3 separate regions of the Danio rerio genome follow, and all the other regions are linked to region 2. Evidence: chromatin contacts called from public HiChIP or PLAC-seq and Micro-C data. All regions are on one chromosome and are shown on one strand. The core of a region is the stretch at or near the end of the contact, and the rest is flanking DNA. Distances in the headings are between cores, read along the strand shown. Region 1 has its middle 69 kb from the start of alx4b. Region 2 holds the start of onecut1 (one cut homeobox 1). Region 3 overlaps LOC141378759 (a long non-coding RNA gene).

Evidence for each region. A called contact is a pair of places that touch in the nucleus more often than the background predicts. HiChIP or PLAC-seq counts read pairs in DNA pulled down with a chosen protein or histone mark.
Region 1: an H3K4me3 HiChIP or PLAC-seq map of embryo shows a contact between it and region 2, with 7 times the contacts expected there. The contact joins the enhancer-like site here to the promoter of onecut1 in region 2. A contact is called at or near these places in 5 of 18 Hi-C or Micro-C datasets (caudal fin, embryo, hematopoietic stem cells and 1 more) and 2 of 4 datasets of contacts at active chromatin or transcription factors (caudal fin and embryo).
Region 3: a contact with region 2 is called in a Micro-C map of caudal fin, with 14 times the contacts expected there. The contact joins the enhancer-like site here to the promoter of onecut1 in region 2. A contact is called at or near these places in 5 of 18 Hi-C or Micro-C datasets (caudal fin, embryo and hematopoietic stem cells) and 1 of 4 datasets of contacts at active chromatin or transcription factors (embryo).

What each region holds. Positions count from the first base shown.
Region 1 is chr18:41,315,517-41,319,256 of GRCz12tu, forward strand. No RefSeq gene overlaps it. Among named protein-coding and RNA genes, the nearest start is that of alx4b, 69 kb to the left of the region's middle. Within about 2 kb of position 1,990, at least 6 of the 62 cell types and tissues checked have an H3K27ac peak or open chromatin away from gene starts, as enhancers often do.
Region 2 is chr18:41,666,720-41,670,523 of GRCz12tu, forward strand. onecut1 (one cut homeobox 1) reads left to right here and starts at 2,460. Exons shown (of 2, transcript NM_200573.1): 1 at 2,460-3,790. The coding sequence starts at 2,698. LOC141378760 (a long non-coding RNA gene) reads left to right here. Exons shown (of 2, transcript XR_012394089.1): 2 at 1,108-1,944.
Region 3 is chr18:41,353,507-41,357,358 of GRCz12tu, forward strand. The region is part of intron 1 of LOC141378759 (a long non-coding RNA gene); the gene reads left to right. Among named protein-coding and RNA genes, the nearest start is that of alx4b, 110 kb to the left of the region's middle. Within about 2 kb of position 2,170, at least 25 of the 62 cell types and tissues checked have an H3K27ac peak or open chromatin away from gene starts, as enhancers often do.

The sequences.
Region 1 (3,740 bases), core at 740-3,239, 350 kb before region 2:
GATGCCAAAACAAACTTTGCTTCCTCCAAAGAAAATCATGTTTACTCTCGCTTTGTTTACATCCAAAGATACAAATTACTCTTATACTGAAATATTGCATAAAACATTTATGAATAAAGCAGCCTTTCCATCCAATGAGTCAAATGCTGCATCCCAATTCACCTAATGTATACTATTTACTGAAAATGCTAAGCTGAAGGAAAATTAATGAATGATTAAACAATTCTTGTGTCCTTATTTTCTGATTAAAAGTCAAAACATAAATAAATAGTTCTGCCATCGTAATGACCAAAATAAAGTATGCACATAAAGATGTGAGTCTACTCTCAGAAATAAAGGTACTATGCAGGAGCTGTCTCTGAGGCAGTGCCTTTTCAAAAGGTATATATTTGTACCTGAAGGGTCCATAATGCTAACTTAAAATGTACTTTTTAGGTACATTTGGGTACTATTATGTACCTTTGAGGTACCATTTTAGAGTCTTTGGGTTAAAATATGTATCTTTTGAAAAGTACTGCAGTGTGACAGCTACTGTACCTTTATTTCTAATAGTGTACAGTAGGTTTAAATGGTATTTATCCAAACGTATGTTTTTGCCGACATAATTATTTGTAAAATGTCTCGTAAATGGCCACATTGCTGTTGTACTTTGCTTAAGCCATGTGGACAGAAGCACATTGTTCTGAATTGATTCTTTCCTTTTTTGCTAGTGAAACAGTGCAAACAGAAAAGGCAGAGAAATATTTGCTTTGACAAATTGATGGTCATATAGTAATCTACATGCTATTTAATCACTGAGTAATCACTGATGGCAGATTCGGAATATTTGTTGTGTACAGTTTCTTTATGGAAGTAACTGCTTTAATCAGATTGATATCAAACATGAACAGTTAAAACATGACATTTACAACATCAGGCCATAAACCAGCTAAGACTGATCAATACGCGAGGATGATTTACTGATGTACACTACTGCATCAGGGCCACGAGGAGAGCAAACACTCACAATACTGCTTGCTCTGTATGTGTGTGCGTGTGCATGCGTGTGCAAATATTACAGCTAACAAATGTAAACCTCTAATTACATTTAACTTAATCCAAAGAAAGCACACTGTAATCGTTACACTAAGACTGACAATCACAAACCATGCTAAGCACTATTTCATACAACTACACCTACTACATCTACTTGATTTTTCATGACCGATATAGAATGGAATTTTTATTTTTTTACAAAGAATCTTATTATACTTTAATGTCGCATATATATATATATATATATATATATATATATATATATATATATATATATATATATATATATATATATATATATATATATATATATATATATCAAACAACGGCATAAATATTATATATCCAAGTTTTAGGAACAAGAAATAATATTATACAGAATATCACCACTAGTGGTGTTCCTGTGTGGAGTGGAGTTTGCATGTTCTCCCCTTGTTCATGAGGGTTTCCTCCAAGTTCTCTGGTTTCCCCCACATTCCAAAGACATGCACTATAAGTTAATTGAATAAGCTAAATTGGCCGTAGTGTATGTGTGTGAATGGGAGTGTATGTGTGTTGAGTGTATGTGTATTTGCTGGAAGTACATCCAGTACATCAAGTACATAGATTAATAAAGAGACTAAGCCAAAAAGAAAATGAATGAATAAAAATAGCTATTTTTTCATTGTCATTTCCATTTAAAAAAAAAAAATCAAAAAACTTGCTGGCTAAATAAAAGTAACTTTAAGTCAGAATTTGCCAGGGGTATGAATAATTTCAGGCTTGACTGTATATTTTTCAAGCTGTAGCTCTGAAAACCAGTGAAACACACCCTCTGATTTCTGAAAATGATGCAACTGGACTGTAAGATTTGCAACCCACCCAGAGCTGCAGCAGATGTCTGATGTTCTCCACTGTTCTGTCAGGTTTTGGCAGTGGGACGTCAGTTATCAGGACCACAGCAGTCAGTGTTTAAGCACAGATAAAGGGCTGCAAAGGCCTGACCACACTGACAGATCCATCCTTTTGCCATGGACACCCACACCCACTGTCCATTACTGGCTTTGCCTTTTTTACAGAAGTATTTATGTAAAATCTTGAATCTTAAGTTGAGGGATATTAATTACTTGATTATTCACAATTAATCAATTTCCAGAAATAGTTATCAGATCAATACAAGGTGAGTTTATGGGGAAAAGAGTTCATTGGAAATGGGTCAAAGACATTTTGATGACTGCATGCTTTAAAGTAATCATAAAAATATTAGCATGTACTTTAATGTTATGGTCAAATGGTTACATAAAATGATAGTATATTTTAAATGGGCAAAATGTGTGTGTGTGTGTGTGTGTGTGTGTGTGTGTGTGTGTGTGTGTGTGTGTGTGTGTGTGTGAGTGTCTGTATACTCCATTTTGAAAATGAATATTTTTTATCTATTTTTTTTGTCAGCAGAACTATTATTATTTTTAGCCCCGTTTGTTTTTTTCTGTCAAATTCTGTTTAACGAAGATACATTTTTTCCAACACATTTTTAAACATAATAGTTTTTATAACTTATTTATTTTACCTTTGCCATGATGACAGTAAATCATATTATACTAGATATTTTTCAAGACACTTCTATACATACATTCTATACATACATATATATATATATATATATATATATATATATATATATATATATATATATATATATATATATATATATATATATTTATATATATATATATATATATATATATATATATATATATATATATATATATATATATATATATATATACTGTATATATATGTTATTATTGAAAACAGCTTTTATTCTAGCCAAAATAAAACAAGCAAGACTTTTTTTTTCCTGTAGAAAAAAAAATATTATCAGATATACTGTGAAAATTTCCCTGTTCTGGTAAACATCATTTGGGAAATATTTTAAAAAATAAAAATAAAATTCAAAGGGGGGCTAATAATTCTGACTTTACAGTATATTTACAGCAGAATGTATTGAATGTAATGTGAATGTATTGAATACAACAGCAGAAACATCAGGGGTTAGTATTTGGTGTGAAATTTTAAGTGAGTAAAAAATTGCAACGTACTGTATATGATATCTAAAATAATAAATTACAGTTTTTTTTAATAAATGACAGCTGCTTACACGCGAAATCTTTTCATGTCATACAATTTTGAAACATCTCACTCAATATTCAAAACTACACAACAAATCTCCCAAAGCAGAAGCTATTTCTTAGCCTTGAACTTGGATTAAACTTTTTTTTTTTCAAAACTTTAAATACATTGCTCTACCTAAAACACAAAATTATAACTACTTGCTTTCCTTTTCCAAACACAATCAATCAAAATGCTACATTTATTCACAAGGTTGCACACACTGCTCAAATGTGGAAACACTAACTGATCACTAACCGCTTTACGGTAGTACAGGCCTACATAGGTTAAAGGTGACAGAAAACCGGGCTGTTCTGGTCCAAAAAAAACAACAAAAAAATGGTTTCCCATCCATCCACAATTTGTAGTTTTGACCTCTCCTACAGTATACTCACCTTTTCTAAATTCTAAAATTTAAATTCCTTTACAAAAAAATGAAAGAATTCTGTAAAGTATAATTTACTGTTTGTAAAGCTTCTCCAGTCAATGGATGCTAACTCCCCCATGTCATATCCAAACATTTATTACGACGTGTTTGCCAATTGATGCAAATGCTT
Region 2 (3,804 bases), core at 1,210-3,709:
CTTTGTGAGTGAGTGCACAAACCCAATTAAGAAATGTTAAACGGAATATTTTGTGATCAATATTTGCTTCATCGCCGCTGCCTTTTCACTGTCTCTTTTTTATGATGTAGAGTAAATTGATGTGTAAATAAAACGTATGAAATCTTTGAAGATTTGTTGAAATTCACTTATTGATTTTTCTCACTAATATGCATTGGCTCAGTTTAGAATTTGTACATTTATTAAATATTATTAGTTTCACCAGTCGCAAAAATTTATTTAGGACGCCCAATGCGGGGTTTGTAATATTTTCAACAAATATTTCCAACACTTCTGTATACAGTTGGAATATTTACTAATTCGGTTTTCAGAGGCAAAAAGAGACGCTTTAGGTATAGGCCTTAACAGAAGATCCCTCCATCACCCCCACACATACACACACACCGCTGCGCACGTCACGGAGACACGAGTGCGAATGAAAAATATCGACCACTATGAGAATGTGCGCAGATGTGGCTGGCTGCTAAATTTCGTGCTTGAATACGATCTTTTTCATCAAATTAATGGTCGATGGTGATAATGCAAAGTCTGTGACCACTGTATGGCTTGCCATTTTTGTTTATGTGAAAATAAAGGATGTCGTGAGCCTGACAGATTATTTCTCTGAAATTCTTAATGTGTAATTATATATTTTAGATTCAGATTTATTTTTGCATTAGTTTATTTGTTTTTATATTTTCAACTTAGTTTCATTTCACTTCTGAAAACTTTATGTTTTGCGTAGTTGTCAACATTTATTACGATAGTAATCATAAAATCAACATTTTATTAGTACATTAGCCTATTATTATTGATATAATTATTTAGAATTATGCGATACGTATTATTCATCTCTTGTTACATTAACCACTTGATGTCACATCTCCAGTCCTCAAATCCACAAATGATCCGTGTTGACTTCTAATTTGTTGCAATTTAACTTGATCATTTTTTTCTGTTCTTCTTAACTCGTTAATCCGAATGGCATTGTTCTTGACCCTGACAGATGCATGTGTGTTTTGTCACTAAGCAGGTCCCTAAGAAACAAGGAAAAGTCTGAAAAAGTTAATCTCTCTCCCTCCCCCGCAGCTGTTAGCTTCAGGAGTCTTGAAGCGTCACCTTTGACATGTCCCCTATATGCGCACGAGCGGGGGGCCCAGGGCTGGGGGCCCCAGGACTGACCACTGCAAGCTGTCACCCCACCCGGGCTTGGACGCTTTCGCCGAGGCTCCTAACTGTCCGGTTATCCCGTTCTCTCGCCTGACTGGTCATGAAACTGACTTTTTGGAGTCGATTTTAACTATAAACAATGTGAAGTCGTGCAAAGTGATATCTCTGTAATATGGGCGTGGGGGTGTTCAGGGGGGCTAATAACTGCCTAGCTCATTTTTGTTCACTTTAAAAACTTTTGCGTATAAATAATGTCAATTTATTAATTATTACATTTTAATCTCCCACCTATTTTAGCCTATACAAGCTACAGTAATTGTATGTACATTTATCTATTGGTTACCCGCATTTTATAAAGTCGCACTGTGGCACTTTTGTTTCTCAATGGAGTTCAATTGTATTCATGGAAACCTGTATATCCAAGAAAAACGAATGCATGTTTATCGCACTGATTTGCAGGATAATCGGGTTTTGCCTATTAATTTATGTGCAAAATGAAGTTCACCCATGAAACGTAATGTGCTGTGTCATTATACTGCCAGGCCACGGAAGCGGGACACACTCCTGATGGCTTGGTTCGTTACTCTTAATAGCACAACAATAGAAACATCTGTCCAGCCTTTCTCCGCCTATTACCAATAAGTCTGTCCTTGAACTCAAAAACACTCCAACTCTGCATGAGACGAGATGAATTACATTGAATAATGTGTATTTGTATGATTTTCTGAAAATAAAGAAAATGTTTAAATACCCTGTGCAGTTCGTCCTTCCTTATTTAGATTGGATGTGATGATGATAATGATGTATATTTAATTTTGTAGCTAAGCCTAGTATATCTGTAAATACATGTAAACAATTCAAAGAAATTTGAAGATTAAGGGATTTGATATGCATATTCATGCAAGTGAAGGCCCCCAGGTGAACCCGGAAGTGTGTTTTCTTTTTCCATTGAATTAAGGAGGTTCTTCCAAACTAATTACCTTTATACATGCATTATTCAGACGCACGATGCTTCATCTGATGTTTAATCAAAACATATGCAGCTTAACACTTCATTCCAATCCATTTCACATCTTTTATTATTTTCTAAGCATAACAGCTTGTGTAAGGTTGTTCATGCTATACATCCAAAAGGAGGCATTTTTATTTAATAGCAATGGGGTGCAACTTCCTTAATAAGTGACGTAAAAGGAGTTGGGATCAGCGCGCATGCGCGGGAAAGCAGAGCAGCAGCCGCAGCACGGATCAGTGCGCGAAACAACAGCAGACATGGCAAGAGATGGCGAGGGACGCGAGCACACCGACACCATGCACTGCTGAAGGGACGGGGGCCTTAACATTTAGAAAAAATATTAAAACTTTATAAAACATAGAAAAAAGGGAAAAAATAGAAAAGAAAGCAAAGAAAAATTACTCCATATAAGAACAGAACTTTTCCAATGAGAGCACTTCTGTGGACACTGCTCCGCTATATCAGATAGATGATTTGTCCACAAGCTTGCACGTATAATGAACGCCCAGCTGTCGATGGAGAACATTGGCGATCTGCACGGAGTGAGCCATGAACCGGTCCACAGCGCGGCGGATCTCATGACCGGAGACAGCGCTCATCACAGGAGTCATCGGAGCAGTCTGTCAGCCCATGCGCGCTCCATGGGCATGGCTTCAATCCTGGACAGCGGCGACTATCATCACCACCGGCCCCCGGAGCATCCCGGGCTCGCCACGCACCTGCACCCGGCCATGAGCATGGCATGCGAGGCTCCCCCCGGGATGAGCATGAGCAGCACCTATACCACCCTCACTCCGCTGCAGCCTTTACCGCCCATCTCCACCGTCTCCGACAAATTTCCGCACCACCATCATCATCACCACCACCACCATCACCACCCGCACCAAAGGATCCCGGGGAACGTCAGCGGGAGCTTCACCTTGATGAGGGACGATAGGGGTCTGGCTCCGATGAACAACCTCTACTCTCCCTACCACAAGGATGTTGCCAGTATGGGACAGAGCCTTTCGCCCTTGTCTGGATCCGGACTGAGCGGCATTCACAACTCGCAGCAGGGGCTGCCGCCGTACGCGCACCCCGGGGCCACCATGCCCGCCGAGAAGATGCTTACACCCAACGGATTCGAGGCACATCACCCCGCGATGTTGGCTCGACACGGGGAGCAGCACATGAGCGCGTCTTCGGCGAGCATGGTGCCGATCAACGGCATCCACCATCACCCGCACGCCCATCTCAACGCCCAGGGCCACGGACAGGTGCTGGGCTCCACTCGGGAGCAGAACCACTCCTCCGTTCCCGGATCGCAGCTCAACAACGGTAGCAGTTCGGGTCAGATGGAAGAGGTCAATACCAAAGAAGTGGCCCAAAGGATCACCACTGAACTCAAAAGATACAGCATTCCACAGGCCATCTTCGCCCAGAGGGTGCTGTGTCGCTCGCAAGGGACGCTTTCGGACCTGCTCCGGAACCCTAAGCCCTGGAGCAAGCTCAAGTCTGGTCGGGAAACCTTCCGTAGGATGTGGAAATGGTTGCAGGAGCCTGAGTTTCAGAGAATGTCCGCGCTCAGGCTCGCAGGTGAGAGAACAATAGGTAATACACACTTC
Region 3 (3,852 bases), core at 920-3,419, 310 kb before region 2:
AATATTGAGTTACTTCCCCAACAAGTAAGTACTTGCATTACTTAGTTACTTTTTATGGAAAGTGATGCATTACATTACTTTTAAGTTACTTTTGAGTTCAGAACTTAAGGGTATTTTTCTTTCTTTCTTTCTTTCTTTCTTTCTTTCTTTCTTTCTTTCTTTCTTTCTTTCTTTCTTTCTTTCTTTCTTTCTTTCTTTCTTTCTTTCTTTCTTTCTTTCTTTCTTTCTTTCTTTCTTTCTTTCTTTTAAATAAAGGAGCTCTACATTTAATGACACACCGTATAACCTACACCTAAATTTACCTTAAATAATAATAATAATAATAATAATAATAATAATAATAATAATAATAATAATAATAATAATAATAATAATAAATTAGGGGCGACGCAGTGGCGCAGTAGGTAGTGCTGTCGCCTCACTGCAAGAAAGTCGCTGGGTCGCTGTTTCGAGCCTCGGCTCAGTTGACGTTTCTGTGTGGAGTTTGCATGTTCTCCCTGCGTTCGCGTGGGTTTACTCCGGGTGCTCCTGGTTCCCACACAGACCAAAGACATGCGGTACAGGTGAATTGGATAGGCTAAATTGTCCGTAGTGTATGAGTGTGTGTGTGTGTGTGTGAATGCGTGTGTGGATGTTTCTCAGAGATGGGTTGCGGCTGGAAGTTAAAACTTGCTGGATAAGTTGGCGGTTCATTCCGCTGTGGCGACCCCGGATTAATAAAGGGACTAAGCCGACAAGAAAATGAATGAATGATAATAAATTATAATAATGTTACCTTCTGAAAACTTCCTGGTGCTAAACAAGTTAAAAGCAATGTGAAAGCTTTTTTTTGTATATGTTGTCCATTGAGACAATCCCCTTTTCTTTCATGTGTTCAAAATGAAAAACTTCCATTTTCGTTTTTGTCTGTTACTGCAGTGAGCTCATTTTCTCAATGAGTGTGAATCAGCATGATTACACTTATTTTAATTCAGCAAACAATGTTTAAAAGCACATTAATTAAGCTAAAAAGTTTTATACATTTTTAAAAAAGCAACTTAAATACTATTGCTTATTTTTCAGGAATGTGTTACTTTACTCTTTAATTATAAATGTAATATTATGTAACTTGTGTTACTTGTAATGCGTTACTCCTAACACTAGTCAGATGACACTGACAATATATGAAATGTAGTGCATTCTGACTAGATTAACTTCACACATTCATACTACAACAATTACAAAGTAATTACTCTGAAAAATAAAAGTTGTTTATTGGCATTGATGCTTCCATAAAGAACCTTTAACATCAATGGGAACTTTTTATTCCACAAAAGCTCCATTATAGTAAGAAAATGGTTCTTTAAATTACTATAATGTTATTAACACTAAGAAAATGGCTCTTTTAATGGGGAAAGGAACTTTTTAGAAGTGTACTTTGAAGAGTGAAGCAGTAAAACCTAATTGAGTCCTAACCTAAACTAAGTCCTAATTGAAATTGAAAGGATATATAGTACTGATTAAAATAGTATGCAATTTTATATTTTTTATTGCTGTTCCATTTCATGTCTTGCACAAACTGCATATTTCTTTACAACAGTAATACATACACTCTTAAAACTTTATATCTTAAAGCCTTTACATTGCACAAAAGCTTATGTATGGCAGAAAAAAAAATGTTATTCAAACGAGCAATAAAAAGGCTTCACATAGAACAAAATCAATAAAATATTCTTGGTGTTGCTGAAAACACCCTTTTAGAAACTATTTTTTTAAAAGTGTAGTACACTGCTAGGCGCACCTTGTGTTCTGCTCATGACATCTACTGTAAATGGGGTTATTAATGTGTCCTGAACAGGTGTTTCTCTTCATAGTCGTTATTATGAATTCCAGCTCTACTAGAATGCTGTATTGACCAATCGCCAACCAACAAGGCAACATGTTTTATAATCTGTATTCAAACACGAGATAGACATCTGTGAGTGCAAAGTCACAATAACGTTTGCTTTGATCTGTAAAGTGACTAAAGGCCGAATAAAGCCACATTCTCTCTCTTCATCAAGCAGGAAGGGAAGCAAGATTAACTGAACTTCCGCTGCGCCCTTTGTGAGGACAGAAGCTCCAGCATTGTCCGGCTGCGGGACGAAGCGATAGGGGGATGAAAGGAAGCAGGCCCGTGGTGGACGAGAGGGGCCTAATGAAGGGAGATTAGGAAACAGTGATTTGGCTCTCTGGCGGACGCCAGCTATTATGTTCTATTGTGCTGGAGCAGCACGAGCCGAAAGCTCTCATAGAGAAGGAGAACATGAACTGCTTGTGGTGCAGTGTTAAGGGGCGGCCGGCCCCCACCCACAACACCCCCACGCTCGTGCCCCACCGGCCTGCTCGCTATTCAACAGTTGCCATTTGACTCTGACAAGATTTACATGGGAGCAGCTGCCACTAACCCCATTGTGTCCCGGCACGGGCTGGGGCGACCAGGCGCTGTGGCCCGTGGTGGGTCGGGGAGGGAGGGTTTGGGCTGCGAGTGTCTGAATGTGGGTCAGTGTGGGTGCAGGTGCCAGGAGTGTGTCGGCTCTTTGTAACTGTGTTAACTGTGTCTGACAGAGAGCCACATGGCGGCTTACAACGGTTGACTAGAGAATCTCTATATGAGCGCTGCAAATGACTGGATACGTTTAAAGCTGCTGTCTAATTGCTGTGGTGTCCCCAAATGGAAATGCTCAAGTATCTTATCTCTAGGATAAATATTTGCCAAATGTTTTAAGGGAGGAATTGCTGTGCTGTTTTTGATCTTTCCCTCCACATCTTTCATATTATTTAATTAAATTTATAATATCACTTATAAAGGGGATAAATAATATGCTTATGCATCTACATTATATTATGTATAAGATGTATATGCTAAAAACACATTACATAAAGGATTAACAAATGTGATATTATAAACACAATGCCAGTTTTTTTCCCTCATATTTATATTTATATTTGATTAAACCCTTTATAAAGCTTTTGATGGCCCCCTCTACACTGTAAAAATGGTTCCGCACTATTCCTTCTTATTGTCCCTATGTTATGATTATAACTCAATTGTTTTTTTAAATAATTAAGTTGATTGAACATAAAACAGTGAAGTTGTGCCAAAAAATTCTTAAGAATTGTGTTTATTTAGCTCATTTTAAATAAGCAGTTTGAACATGCCGTAAAAATCTTTTTTGAGTGTAGACTGTAAAAAAATGCTGGGTTCCACGCAATTCCTTCATGTTCAGCAGTAATACATACACTCTTGAAACTTTATACATTCTTAAAGCCTTTAGATTGCACAAAAGCTTATGTATGGCGGAAAAAAATGTTATTCAAATGATAAATAAAAAGGCTTCACATAGAACAAAATCAATAAAATATTCTTGGTGTTGCTGAAAACACCCTTTTAGAAACTATTAAAAAAAAAAGTGTATTACACTGATATGCGCACTTTGTGTTCTGCTCATGACATCTACTGTAAATGGTGTTATTAATGGGTCCTGAACAGGTGTTTCTCTTCATATTATTATAACTTGATTATTTTTTAAATGATTTAAAAAGTTGATTGAACATAAAACAGTTAAGTTGTGCCAAAAAATCCTCAAGAATTGTGTTTATTCAGCTCATTTTAAATAAGTAGTTTGAACATGCCGTAAAAATCTTTTTTGAGTGTAGACGGTAAAAACAATGCTGAGTTCCACGCAATTCCTTCATGTTGTCCCAACACATATTACTTATGGATTATGGATTACTTTCCATACCACATGTGAAGTCACATGACTCCGCTCTGGCAGTTTTATACTTCTGCATTGAGCGCACGCATATGGTCTGGCACAGCTTTTACGCAGT